Linked DNA regions of Mus musculus: region 1 is linked to region 2. Evidence: chromatin contacts called from public Hi-C data. All regions are on one chromosome and are shown on one strand. The core of a region is the stretch at or near the end of the contact, and the rest is flanking DNA. Distances in the headings are between cores, read along the strand shown.

Evidence for each region. Hi-C and Micro-C count contacts between places; a contact is called where the count stands out from the background.
Region 1: a Hi-C map of granulocyte-monocyte progenitors shows a contact between it and region 2, with 4 times the contacts expected there. The contact joins the enhancer-like site here to the promoter of Angpt1 in region 2. A contact is called at or near these places in 11 of 39 promoter capture datasets (the 3T3-L1 cell line, the C10 cell line, the HPC-7 cell line and 6 more), 3 of 15 datasets of contacts at CTCF or cohesin (the NIH/3T3 cell line, large pre-B cells and pro-B cells), 15 of 484 Hi-C or Micro-C datasets (the 3T3-L1 cell line, the G1E-ER4 cell line, the HPC-5 cell line and 11 more), 7 of 115 datasets of contacts at active chromatin or transcription factors (the SCID.adh cell line, bone marrow-derived macrophages, cardiomyocytes and 4 more) and 3 of 9 other capture datasets (embryonic stem cells, liver and pancreatic islet).

Annotation. Positions count from the first base shown.
Region 1 is chr15:42,462,447-42,465,146 of GRCm38.p6, reverse strand. All of the region lies in intron 6 of Angpt1 (angiopoietin 1), which reads left to right. Among named protein-coding and RNA genes, the nearest start is that of Gm41313, 200 kb to the left of the region's middle. Within about 2 kb of position 1,301, at least 25 of the 459 cell types and tissues checked have an H3K27ac peak or open chromatin away from gene starts, as enhancers often do. A contact at or near this core is called in the G1E-ER4 cell line, the HPC-5 cell line, LSK cells and 4 more, where this site is marked.
Region 2 is chr15:42,675,632-42,678,346 of GRCm38.p6, reverse strand. It overlaps Angpt1 (angiopoietin 1), which reads left to right and starts at 1,370. Exons shown (of 9, transcript NM_009640.4): 1 at 1,370-2,182. The coding sequence starts at 1,886.

The sequences.
Region 1 (2,700 bases), core at 52-2,551, 210 kb after region 2:
GTATCAGTCCCATACTCAAAAGTGTCTCCTGGTATGGAGACCATTATTAATATATGATGTCCTGCCTCCTTCATTTAGATAATTTTACCTGATTATTATATTTTTCCTAATTTGTACATAGTTTTTTAATGTCACATTCATATGAATCTTCACCATTATTGCATAGCGAACTTATCTATGGAACTTTTTGAATATACTGCTTTTCAGGCCCACTGCAGACATTCACAATCATATGTGTGTGTGTGTGTGTGTGTGTGTATGTGTGTGTGTGTGTGTGTGTAAGTCATCTCTGTTCATAAATAGCGCACAGCTCTGTCTAGTACTCATTTCCAAGTAAAAGGAGCCATCAGAATTATTAATGATTAGTTATTGATGTGGGTATAAGAACTTAAAATTTTCTTTGCTAGATCCTAAAGCATTTAAGCTATATAGAAAGAGAAAGAGAGAAATAGGGTCAAAGAAGAGGAAAAAGGAGACAGGTACTTTCCCATTAAGACAGGTTGATGCTCAATCATAACACTGACCTCAAAGGGGGTTAGAGACAGTTTATTTGGCTTGGGATCCACAGACTTAGGTTACCCTAATTCTATGTTCCATCATGGAAGCAATGTTTCAAAGTTTTCTATAGTAACAGAAGAAAGAGGTTCGTAAGTCAAGACATATCAAACATGCATTAGTGGAAACATCAGTGAGCAGGATTAGAGCAAAATAGGAGAAGTCTGCTGTAGACCTGAGGTGCTGTCTGCATCGGTAGCCATTTCTTTCATTGGTGGAAACTAGGATTTTGTCAGTTTATGGATTCCAAGATGTTTTTACCTGTTAGTTATAGGACATTAGATGACACTGAAATGAGCAAAGAAAAATCCATCTGGGGAGCTAAAGATGGCTTCAAGATAAATTGTAATTAGGCCCTGGACCTCCAGCATTGCAAACTCCATTATCACCAAATCAGCTAATCAGCTTTGCAGAAGGTTCAGTTTGAAGGGAACACTCTGGGAATTCTTCACAGGCAAGCAGCAAAGACTGAGGAGGGAGTGGTCAGCGTCTTCATTTGTACAAACAGTTGGCTTTAAGTTTTCATTTCTTAATTAAGTTTTTGGGTTAAAATAACATTTGTTCCTCTAAGCAATGCTCAGGTTATCATAACACATTCATGTCTAAAAACTGGTTGAAGAAAGCTATTGATGTACACACATTACATTTCAGCCAAGTAAGGCCCTTGGATAATTAGATCATACAGAGTAGGAGGATACCTGTGCCCTCAAATAACTTGTCATCTTACAGAAGAAAAGCAGGAAGCAGAGAGTGACTGTGTACTGTGACAGATCCTCTCAGTAGGTTTTCCTTAAGTGCTGCTCCTGTATGAACACTCAAGCATCTCAGATAGTTGTCATTTTTATAACACTGAACACTTAACCGCTGATTTGCACATGGGGAAACTGAGTCTCTTAATTGAAGCAGAAAGTCCCACTGAAACTGTATGTCAAAGTGAGTATTCAAGTGTAGCGGAGATAAGGGGACTGGTTACTTAATCCAAGCCAAGCCGTTGTTCCCCACATCAGATATGTGGTGGTGTCTGATAAACTACCCAACAGTTTACTAATGTGGGAACCCACTTCCATTTCCCCCTTTTGGCCTATCTGTCAACTTATTGAGGAAGCAGTTGTTTCTGCTTCATCACACGTGGCCATTAGATGGTTTTCTCCCTCCCCCTACTTCTCCAATATCCATATTGCTTCCTTGTAGTCAAACTGCTCATTTAGAAAGTTTTCTAGGTGAGGTGCATGAAATTAAAATTTGGTTTCCAAAGGCAACTTGCAGTGTTTTTCTCTTCAGTTGCTTCCTCCTGAAAGGAAAAAAAATAAGTTTACAAAGCCAACTGTTTAGCAAGAAATGTTTAAATTTTTAGGAATTCCTTCAGAACTACATGCTGAGAGCAGGAGCAGGGGCTTTCTTTTTTGTAGGAATGGCTCTCATGTTTGTCCATTTTTTTTTTTTTTTGAGGTTCACCCGGGATCGATGCTCTTTCCCCTGGGGAAGCTGGGAGTTTATCCACACAACACTTTCAACAGCATGGAAATATGTGACCTAAGACTTAACACTTCATCATTCCCAGCCTCTCTGCTCACATTTAATATGGTTGCTGATTCTTTGTTTCAATGCTTCATAGCAAAAGGACTTGTCAAGTGGCTGTAGGGACAGCTCTGGCTTGTCTGAACTGAAAACTACAAGGGAAATCCCAGCGGTCCTCCTTGTCTTTCAAACAATTGGTGCAGTTGAAGAGTTTTAACTCCGAGTTTCGGCTCCCTATAACTTTTGATGCTGTGCATGCCTTGTGAAAGGAAAACTTTGGATTTCGTAGAATGTAGCACTTGCTCCTGTGAGATGCTGTAAAGTCTTTAGCACATCCTAAAATTTACAGATATTTTCTACTACTGAGTAGCTTTCAGCAAGTGTGGCCTGAGAGTCTTAGGGAAGCAAAAATGAGGACCTGGATTAAAACCCCAGAACCCACATAAAAACTATATATTGTGTCCAACACTTGTAATCCCATTACTGGAAGACTGAGCCAGGAGGCCAGCCATGCTATCCGATGGGCTCTCATTCAGTAAGAGATCCTGTCTCAAAAAGTAAGGCGAGAAGTGACAAAGGGAACACAATAAAGGAAGACCCCAAATGTCGAACTTAGGCCACCACATG
Region 2 (2,715 bases), core at 121-2,620:
ACATAATACCTATGTCTTGGGTTTGTTGCCATGATTAAATGACATAATACATAAGGAGTGCTTAAAGTGAGGTGATAAATAACAAACTCTCAAGTGGCATTATCGCTGCCTAAGAGCAACCTTTCCTATGACTCTTATATGTAATGTGGCAAGTCTCTTGCAGGGTCAGAGAACTTTGCTCCTATGTTTGGCATAATGTATCAATCTGCCCAGAAGCCTGTTATTTGGTGTGGAAAGGACCAACGAATCTCATCACTGTTTGTTTACTGTAAGCAAACCACCTCCTCTCTGGAGTCAGTTTTGACCTCTGCTTTCCTTCCTAAAGATGCATCTGTAGCCACCACTGCCCTTACCCACTGCTCTGCCCCCATTCCAGGACTCAAGAGTCATGCTGTGGCTTCTGTTTGTATACATGCCTGAGAGCAGAGGCTCTTTCACTTCCAAAGCCCACGAAGTTCCTAATGAAAATCCTGCATGTACACACATCCAGTATCCTGATTCCACCCTAAATTCTGTAATCATCTCCTGGTCTTTGCACTTGACTGTACCTTTATTCAAATATTTATATTCTGTACTTAGGAAAGCACCTTCGGATCATATGGCTTTCTTTCTTAATAAAAATCGCAGAGGTTTCGCTTGTGTAAGCCATTGGCACACCTGATACACGCTTGTTCTCAGATGGTTTGACTCTGTAGCCACAAAGGATGTGTGTGGAATTTCCATACCAGTGTTAAAGGCAGCCATAGCAATGCCAGAGGTTCTTGTGAAATATATGATTAGCATGTACCACAGGAATTAATAATTCTCAGGCCACTGTCTTAAACTGTAACCACATTGTTGTTGTAGGGAAGTTGCTCAATTTATACTCAGAGAATGTGAACAGCTGCGTTCTGACCAAGAAACCAGCGTCATTTAAAATCCATATCCCAAAAGGTGCTTTCAAAATACTACTTAGTATGCACATGATATGTTGCTTTGAGTGACAAATTATGGTAATTTCCTTGATAATTTGATCCTTTGATTCTTTTATTCTCCTTAAAGCCTATGTAAATACAAAGGGGAGAATGCCATTTCTAAAAATAGTTTTTAAATGTCTTTTCTGGAGTAATTTTTTAAATTTAATAATTTTATACAATTATAAAAAAATCCATTGGAGATTGTGCCAAATTAGGGTTCCTCAATTAAACAATAACTTTGAAAACATACTTCTAGCTTGCTTAGATGTTAGTAGGTCAGCAAGCACACCCGAACCTATTAAGGTGGACTGCTCTGTTTATTGATTTTCCGTGCATCTGCTAAGGACTCAAGGCAATTGTCTGCGGAAGGGGGCGGGAGGCCCATACATGATCGAGGTCATGCGCATCTAGCCAATTTGTAAGCCGATCCGCCGCCCAAAGCCATCAGCAATCCTTAGCATAGGGGCACACTCATGCATTCCTGTCAAGTCATCTTGTGAAGGCTGCCTGCTTCCAGCTTGGCTTGGATGTGCAACCTTAATAAAACTCACTGAGGTCTGGGAGAAAATAGCAGATCTGCTGCAGATAGGGTAGAGGAAAGGGGCTAGAATATGTACTCGCAGCTGACGCGGGCAGGCTCCACGCTGAACGGTTACACAGAGAGGAAACAATAAATCTAAGCTACTATTGCAATAAATATCTCAAGTTTTAACGAAGGAAACTATCATTACAGTTAAAATTTTTTAAAGTAACGCTTTTTTAGAACAAAGCTAACAAATGGCTAGTTTTCTGTGGATCTTCTTCAAACGCTTTCTTTAACGGGGAAAGAGTCAAACAAGCAGTTTTACCTGAAATAAAGAACTAGTTTAAAGGTCAGAAGAGAAGAGCAAGCTTTGCAGGAGGCACGGAAGGCAAGCGCTGGCAGTACAATGACAGTTTTCCTTTCCTTTGCATTCTTCGCTGCCATTCTGACTCACATAGGGTGCAGCAACCAGCGCCGAAATCCAGAAAACGGAGGGAGAAGATATAACCGGATTCAACATGGGCAATGTGCCTACACTTTCATTCTTCCAGAACACGACGGGAACTGCCGTGAGAGTGCGACAGAGCAGTACAACACCAACGCTCTGCAAAGGGATGCTCCACACGTGGAGCCGGATTTCTCTTCCCAGAAACTTCAGCATCTGGAGCATGTGATGGAAAATTATACTCAGTGGCTGCAAAAAGTAAGTGATCGCTTTCGGTTTCTAATTGCTCTGAGCTTTTCCCTTCCCTCTCTGCAGGGAGCTCAGAGTTCCGTAGGGGGCATTTGTGTTTACCTTTTGCTCCGGGGGGCAGTGTTTGCAAAAGAAAAAAGGCTCCCTCTCTGGACTCAACTTCCTGGGTAAGCCAAGGGTCCTGGGCTTGTGGGAACCTCTGATCCTGTAGCTTCCTAAATGTGCGTCTAACATTAGCAAATTTTATGCCAACCCTGTTGTTTTTTAAAGTTTATCTTAGGCATTTTGACTGTCAAAGCCCAACTTTGAAAAAGTAAGCGCGCACTTCTTGGACAAGGTGGTGTAAAAGGAAATCATAATGGTGATATTAACAGAGGTTCAAATGGAATGTACAGCAAGGAGTTTTGTGAGTTGCCATGGGAAATCTTCATAAAATGCTTACCCCCACCAACTTTTAATAAAAGTATGCAATGAGAATAAGTATAAAGTACCCATATTGTCTTCGTTTAGAAAGATTGTATTTGTAAGTTAAAGGAACTTAA